Regions from separate parts of the Mus musculus genome. Here regions 1 and 3 are each linked to region 2. A link is a contact called in public promoter capture Hi-C data. All regions are on one chromosome and are shown on one strand. The core of a region is the stretch at or near the end of the contact, and the rest is flanking DNA. Distances in the headings are between cores, read along the strand shown.

Region 1 (2,700 bases), core at 148-2,647, 2.5 Mb after region 2:
TCCTGCCTCTGTCTCCTAAGTACTGGAATTACAGTTTTTCGCTACTACACCAGCTAGGGAACTGTGTAAACATGTAAGGTTAGATTACATCAGTATTCTTGAAACATTTCTTCTTGGGAAGTCAAAGGTAATGCCAGCAACTGACCTGGTGTCTGTTGAAGGCCCCTGGTCTCAGGCCACTTTCATGAGGCACTTATTTCACTGTTGAGATCCCTGTTCTTCTAGCTCAGTCGCTTCTCCAATACCCCGCCTCTTTAAATCACCACACTGAGCACTGGGTTCCAAAAACTGGAGTCAGGGCAAGCATTCATTCTGAATACAGAATGATCCTTCCTAGTCCATGCCTGGAAGCACTTGGCTAGATTCTTCAGAAATAGAACCATCAAATCCTAAACACACAGCTGTTTTTTAAAGCCCGTGGTAGATGCTGGTATTTTCAGGTTGGCTGGTTGCAGTTTCATATGTCTTGTAAATGTAGAGAAAACGGGCCTAATTAATCCATGATCATCACACATCTATAACAAAGAAGCTTTGTGGAAGTCGAAAAGTATTTTTCATAACAAAGTTTTAGGCTTATCTTTGAAATGCCCTGGATCAGGTGTTAGAGAGCTGCAATACCCTGTGGAAGCTGTGTCCATCTTCCACGTTAGTTGAGTGATGTGTACTAGACACATAATTTTAGAATTCTGAGTGGAATCAAAATGCAGCATTGGCCCTAGGGCTTACGAGGGATTTTGCCAAAAAACTAGACTACAACAGGCTGTTTTTGAGTCGGGACAGCGAACTCTAGAAGACAGGGATCTAGGTTATAGGTGCTAAGTTTCCAACTGGTCTGCAAACTGCACCGCCCACTCTACATGTTTTTCCAGTTGTAGAAAAAAGGAGGCACAAGTGGAGTACCAAGATCATGACGGTTACTTTGAAACTTTTTTGAGTCTGACTTTCCTTCACTCCTCTGAGAGGCTGCAATCATCCAGTCTGTGACTCCCTCTCTTACTCCGCGCCGCAACCATGCCAATCCCACCCGAAAACTTCTAAATAAAGCCTGTCTTCAGGAAGTCCTGGTAGACGACTACCCCTTGAAAGTCAGAGATAGAGCCACAGCTGTCGTAGCACTTAGTCCGGACCACGCCACTCCCAAAACCACGACCTCATCCGCCTCCGAGAGCCCCGCCTCTTATCCGCTCCTCAGTACTGTTCAGAGAGCCACGCCCCTCCCGTCTGAGGCCTGTCCCCCTTGCCCCGCCTCTGTAAGCCACGCCCTCTCCCGGCTCTCCTCTTTTCTCAGAGCCACTCCCTCTCTTGGCCCTGCAGCTCTTCCCCGCCCTGCCTCCTGTGGGCCACGCCCCTCCTGACTTTGCCGACCACGCCCTGGCCCCGCCCCAGGCCGCCTGGCCTATCCCTATTTGGTCACTGGGGGGACTGGCGGCGGCGTCTGCAGGGGAGCGGTAAGGGCGGAAGGGGACGCGGAGCGGTCGCGTGCGCGGAGAGCAGCTCTGGGCGCCGGGCGGTTGCTGCGGGCGCTCAGGGGCCCTGGGAACAATGGCGCTGTGCGCGCGGGCCGCGCTGCTGCTGGGCGTGCTGCAGGTGCTGGCGCTGCTAGGGGCGGCGCAGGACCCGACCGACGCTCAGGGTAAGTTGGCAGGCGCAGAGGAAGCGCACTGCGGCGGCCTGCCTCTCCATGTTCGGCGTCCGCGTGGAAAGTTCCACGCGTCCACGGTAGACTCCCACCCCAACCTCATTTCCCTCTTCGCCCGCGGGCCACCTGCGGAGCGAGACTCCGTCTCTCCCCTGCTTGGGGACGGCAAGCCGGCGTGGTGTGCAGAACTTGCTGAGTTTCCCTGGGATGGCCCTTCAGCCGAAGACTCAAGTTGGTCCTCTTCACTGTAGTTCTGTGGCTGGTAGCAAGACCTGTAGATTGAAATTTGTTCGCTAACTGCCGCAAAAACAGGTCTGATTGTCTACCCACACAGCTTCCTGCTGAAGGTACTCCCAGAATTCAAGTTGGATTCCAGGGCCAGTTCGGCTGAGTGGGAACCTTGGGTGTACGCGCCTTGTTCCCCTGCGCAGATGAGGCTTGTGCTCGGACTGTAGTCACTACTGCTGCATACGCAGCAGCCTTGAGGTCCCTGTGGTCCAGAGCCTACGACGTCATCATTAAGGTCATAACAAGATGATGTTGACAGCCTTCTGTGTTGGGGATTTTGTTTCTCTTCGAAACCTTGACGTTTTGAACACTTTGAGAAGAACTCTGAGTTTGTGAAAATTCTATTGTCCCTTGTCATCTACTAGAGTCCAGTCGCTAGGGAAATAGTAAACTAGGATAAGAAACTTTAAATGACCAAAGTCTTTGTGATTTTCAGCTCAGTCATCTGTTGTGTTTTTCAGTCTCATCTATGAAGGGATAACCAGTGAGTTTACTTAAGCAGATGATTTAGGCCCAACACCTGCTTTGGCTGGAATAATCTGGGTGAATTAAACAACCCTATTTCTGTTGTGCTGAATTTCACTGTGTTTTGTAGAGTCAGGATCTCTTGTATCCATGAAGCCCTAACTGGCTTTGAACTCCCTATGTGGCTGAAGATAACCTTGAACTTCTGATATGCCTAACTCTACTTCGGGGATTACAGGGCTTCTTCACTTCGATTGGTTATGTTTTATGTTTGCTCTTTTGACTTGTACCAGTGACAAACTGGAATT
Region 2 (2,700 bases), core at 103-2,602:
GTCTCTCTTGAAGCTTCACTTCAATTGTTGCAGATATATATAACTCATAACAAAAAACAAAGCCAGTTGTTGAAAACCATTTCTTTCTTCTGTTAAGAATTTAAATTAAGCTTATATTTCTTGATTATGTATGTTACAGGAAACAAAATAAAGAAGCCAAGAGCCAGGTATCTAATCACAATGGTGAAGGAAAATTCCAGAAAAGAAGCTATGTCTGGATGTGAACAGAATTCTCCTGGAAGAAGGTTTTGTGTCTTCTGAGATGGACAGACAATTGGAATTGCTGTACTGTAGAAAGTTTGGAATTTTGTAGGTGCAGACGGTAACTACTACATCTTAGATTAGTATTAGCCTTCTAAAACAACCATTCCTTGGTCCACTCTGTATCTGAAGTAACACCTTGTGGTCATAAATTAAAACCTCTTAGAAGCTATTAACATAGAAGAACATGCAATTTAACCAATCAGAAAGCTAATACTGTCATTTTATGATTATAGGAAACCTTTCCCCCACATCAATGTATCTGCTTTTTAAGCTTGTTGATGCATTTTAAACTTGCCTTGACTTATACCTTTCTTTGTTCTCCAAAACTAGAAATACCTGATGAAAAGTTTTTCAAGTTGGATCTTGGAATTTGGGGTAACCTAAATCAGTGTTCTTGGGTATAGACTCCAGCAAAAAAAAAAAAAACAAAAAAAACAAAAAACAAAAAAAAAACCCAACAAAACTAATCTATTTATTACCTTTAAGGTAGAGCTATGGGTGTTTGTTGTTTGTTTGGTTGGCTGGTTGTTGGCTTTTTTTTTTTTTTTTTTTTTTTTTTTTTTTTTTTTTTGGACATAAGCATCTTGATGTATCCTTATCGACGATACTTATGCCCAGCAGGCTAATTATTCAAGGGCATCCCCTGCCAGGGAAGCAAGTAGTTTGACAGTAGATGCACACCTCTGCTTCTGGTCCTCCGAGTCCAATCCTGCTGTCTGTCTAACTCTGCAACGGAACAGGAGCAGTAACTTCAGCCTATCTCTACTGCCCTGCCTCATATGCTTTTTTCCACTACTCATTACCTAATTCCAGCCCCCAACTACAACAGGCACTCCTGCTAGCCCACAGACTTACAAGCCAGAAAACAGTATATTGACTACAGTTCTTCTCTTCTCTCTTTGTTCTCCCAGCTCTGATCCCAGAGTCTCAGGCCCAGCCCTGCAGCAGAAACACGTGTGGCAGCCTTCCCTGCCTACTTGTTCCTCTCCTGTGAATCCCACAGATTCTCTACCTTCTCTTCCTGGACTTGTTGTCACAGCTCCTTTCTTTCTTGATGACTAAGACTCACTCCCTTCCTTTCCTGAGCTCTTCCAAGTGTTGAAGAAGAATCATTTCCGCGGTTGAATCCTTTTCAGACTTGAGCATTTAAACCTAACTTTAATTAGGGAAAGAAACATGCGCACACAGCAATTGTGGTTATTTCTCAATCTGTATTCACGCCCTGTTGGAAAGGAACTAACAATATGCTTTCAGTTTCAGTAGCTCTGCGGTGTAGAAAAGAAACGCCATGGCTGGTGAGTTTTCTCTATTATTAAAAGAACTCGTTTGGACAATAAGTCATTTGGAAAGGGACTCGCTTTTCTGAAAGCCATCATTAGTTTCTGGAGTTATTTAGGTGAGCTGAATCTGGGCAAAGTGAAGACTATTTAGAAATCTGCACAGAAGATTCTTGACGTCTTAATCTCTGGCCAGGGTCAGAAAGGACCTTTACTTGTATCCTGCCATTGTTGCCATCGTTTTTTGCAATCTTAGCTAGTAAGAGTCCCTAGTTAGACAGAGGGAACTGAATGAGTGACAGAGATGGTGGCAGCAAAAGAAAATGGTTTATGCTTCTTGAGTTCTAACAGAAAGATATGTGCCTCATACTGTATGCTTTTGTGTAATGTTGAAGGACAAATGTGGAGCAGAGATAGGAAAAAATAAGAGAGAGAGAGAGAGAGAGAGAGCAGGGAAACGCTGTATGTGAAAGGGACATTTTGCTGATTCACTCTGAAAGACAGTATGCTTTCTTTACATGAAAGGAACACGCAACTGTTTTCTTGATTTGAGAATTCTTTGTGTCTTAAACAGACAAGATCCTGAGGGCAAAGAGGAAGCAATTTATCAACTCAGTGAGTATAGGGACAATAAATGGATTGTTGGATGAACTTTTAGAGAAGAGAGTGCTGAATCAGGAAGAAATGGATAAAATAAAACTTGCAAACATTACTGCTATGGACAAGGCACGGGACCTATGTGATCATGTCTCTAAAAAAGGGCCCCAGGCAAGCCAAATCTTTATCACTTACATTTGTAATGAAGACTGCTACCTGGCAGGAATTCTGGAGCTTCAATCAGGTAAGAGCCTGAATCTTAGACCAAGTTGAGAGTCTATATATTTGGATAACCAATGTCTAATTGATATATTTCTTATGTAGTTTAAAGACAACCACTCACCTTCAGCTCCAGACTCCCATTTTTGTGTCTGTGGCTCTGCTGTGTGTCTCATGACTATTCCTATTCCTTCTGCCTTGTCTCCTGTAGCACACATTGGCCTCAGTCTCACCAAGGATGACCTTGCTATGGTGAATTCATTTCTTTTGTCTCTCTTCAGCTCCATCAGCTGAAACATTTGTTGCTACAGAAGATTCTAAAGGAGGACATCCTTCATCCTCA
Region 3 (2,700 bases), core at 184-2,683, 2.5 Mb after region 2:
AAACAATGGACATTTCCATTTGTCAAAAACTGGCCCCCGATTTTCAAGTTTGTTCCTTTTATATATTATTTATTTACTATTAGAAAAAAATGTACTATACTTCATGAACTTTTTTTTTTTTTAAGGGACAGGGTCTTATTCTGTAGACTAGGCTGGCTAGAAAGTCAATATAACCCAAGCTGGTTTTAAAACTTTTTGGAATTCTCTTGCTTCAGCCTTCCAAGTGCTAGGACCACACTACCACCAGGCTCTTTTCGTTTTCTGATTTAAAGATATTTTGATATGCACTTCACTGGAGACAAAAGGCACCATAAATAGTGGAAAGGTAGTCTGTAAGGCTACTGATATAGCTCCATGTTAGAGCACTTGCCTTGCAGGTAAAGAACCCTAAGTTTAATCACAAGAAAAAAATTATATATACTTTTATATTCTATTAAAACATTTAATTGAAATATATAATACAGATATAAGTACATATAAAATATATTTATACACATAAACATATGTTAAGTTATAATACAATATAAAATAAATAATATATACGATATTTTCTATTATATTAAAATATAAATATTTCCTGAGGATTCCCGAGGTATACTTGCAATTTTAATCTCAACACTTGGAAGACAGATGCGGAATGAAACGCTCCTGCCGGACAGAACATTTGAACTAGCCAGGGCTAAATTAGCCAAGATAAAGGCACCGGGAAGAGCTCATAAACGGAATCCGTGAAGGACAACCATTCCCTAACCACCACAGGTAACATCTCAAAACCAAAAAAGTACAAGTGCCGGTAAAGCAGTGGCCTGAACAAAGCTACCACTACCCGTGTGGCCTAACTACACTAGCTGTTACAACGCCAGCAAGCACCCAACCGACACGGCTCTACGCCCACTGCAGGGGGGCGACACGTAGCTTGGAGAGACAAGAATGGAGAACACCTTTCCCAGTTAAACCAAACCTCTCACACGACTACTGGGGACAAGTAGTAACTGATGTGACAACCGTCATCCCCCTGCCGCACAACTTAGTTTAAAGGCATTAAATGCCGCGGGCTTAAAGCTTAAAAACCTGCAGAAAATCTGAAGAGACAGCCGAGGTGCTGCACACCAGTAATCCCAGCACCTAGAACGATTGGAGGCAGGAGGATTGCCGCAAATTCGAGACTAGCCTGGGTTGACTGAAAAAATAAACCGAAAGGAAAAGAAAGCAAAACTGTTATACAAGTCCAAGCCCAAGGACTTAGGCAGGGAGCGGGGGTCGGGCGGCCCTGAGAACTGCCTTCCGGGCCGAAGGAGGAGTCAGCTAGCCCGCCCAGCCGTCGAGAGCCACGCTCGCCCGTCCTGACGAAGGCAGCCGCACTCACCACCGAGTCAGGCCCCCGGCGCCCTGGAAGCAGAGGCGCCTGATTGTTGATCCGCAGCCTTCCCAAAAGCCCCTGCGGCCAGCGGGCCGTTGAGGTGACGTCAGCAGACGCGCACCGCAAGTTGGAACGCGTGGAGGACGGGGTGGGGCTGTGGGCCAGTCGCGCGCGCCTGCGCCTGCGCTCGCGCCTGCGTGCTCGGGCTTTGGAAGCTAAACGTTCGGGCCGCTGGGACTCGGACGAATAAGGCTAGGCTTTCCCGAGCGTCCGTCCTTGCCCCACTGCCTCCGCTGGGCGTTCCGGACTTTGATGCCATGTGTTTTAACCTGCAGTGCACCTTTAATGGCGGCAGCCCTGAGCCGCGCCTCCTAGCTCCCTGTATTTTCCGGCCTCACCCTGCAAGGGTCCTAGACAGGCACTAAGGCAAACGTGGCGTCATAGGTAAGGCGGCTCAGGCTCGTGAGCTGGCCTCGAAACGCCTGAGTAAAGCGGAATGCACGCGTGTGCGTGTACATTAAATATAATTTGGTTTTTTTGTAAGATGGGCTTTAACATTTTTGACAAGTGGGCTCCTCTGGCAGGCCGGCATGGTGGCGCTCACCTCGAATCCTAGAAATTCAAACCCAGTTGGGGCGAGGAGGTAGTTATGCATTTTTAAATTATTATTTTTTTTAAAAAGTGCTCTTGCAGGCGACCCAAATTAAGCGCATCAGGCCATAAATTTAAAAAGTAAGGAAAAGGCTGCGGACTAGTTTGGAGGAAGGCATTGAAGGGTTAACAGTATAATGGGAGAGAGTATGATTAAAGCGCACTATATATCTGTGATGAGATTGTAGAAGAATACGTTTAAAACTGGAAAAATAACCCTGACTTCATTGTTCACTAGCAGTCTGTCTCCCCACCCCCCACCCTCTGCTGCCTTTCCCGTACCGAAAGTGCTGCAAAATCATTAGCATTCAGGGTAGGACTTTCTGATGTCCCCACCCCCACCCCCGCGGCCCTGTTTGGCTTGGATGATTTGTTATGGTTAGTTTTGCAGTTTTTTTATTTGTTTGTTTAAGAAAGGATTTTATTGTAGGGCCCAGACTAGCCGAGGATTTAGCATCCTACCTCAGCCTCCAGTGTGCTGATTAGAAATGTAGGCTACTACCAGTGAGGTTTCTACAGTTTAATTTACTTTAGACTTGAAGGTCTTAACGAATGAATCAGATCTTCTCTCCGGGGGAATTCCATGTTAAATGGGCAAATATTTTAAAAACTTAGAAGTAAAACAGACCGCTAAATTAGGCTGCCAGGGGAATTCCGGGACCCTGAACCGTTTCCCATTTTCTTTCCCG

What was found. Promoter capture Hi-C pulls out the DNA fragments that hold promoters and counts their contacts. Capture Hi-C pulls out chosen DNA fragments and counts their contacts.
Region 1: a contact with region 2 is called in a promoter capture Hi-C map of liver, with 4 times the contacts expected there. The contact joins the promoter of Tmem123 here to the promoter of Casp1 in region 2.
Region 3: a promoter capture Hi-C map of pre-B cells shows a contact between it and region 2, with 6 times the contacts expected there. The contact joins the promoter of Birc2 here to the promoter of Casp1 in region 2. A contact is called at or near these places in 1 of 39 promoter capture datasets (pre-B cells) and 1 of 115 datasets of contacts at active chromatin or transcription factors (large pre-B cells).

Annotation. Positions count from the first base shown.
Region 1 is chr9:7,762,680-7,765,379 of GRCm38.p6, forward strand. It overlaps Tmem123 (transmembrane protein 123), which reads left to right and starts at 1,398. Exons shown (of 5, transcript NM_133739.2): 1 at 1,398-1,633. The coding sequence starts at 1,543.
Region 2 is chr9:5,297,165-5,299,864 of GRCm38.p6, forward strand. It overlaps Casp1 (caspase 1), which reads left to right and starts at 1,353. Exons shown (of 10, transcript NM_009807.2): 1 at 1,353-1,559; 2 at 2,116-2,382; 3 at 2,639-2,700. The coding sequence starts at 1,553.
Region 3 is chr9:7,835,624-7,838,323 of GRCm38.p6, forward strand. It overlaps Birc2 (baculoviral IAP repeat-containing 2), which reads right to left and starts at 1,434. Exons shown (of 8, transcript NM_007465.3): 1 at 1,367-1,434.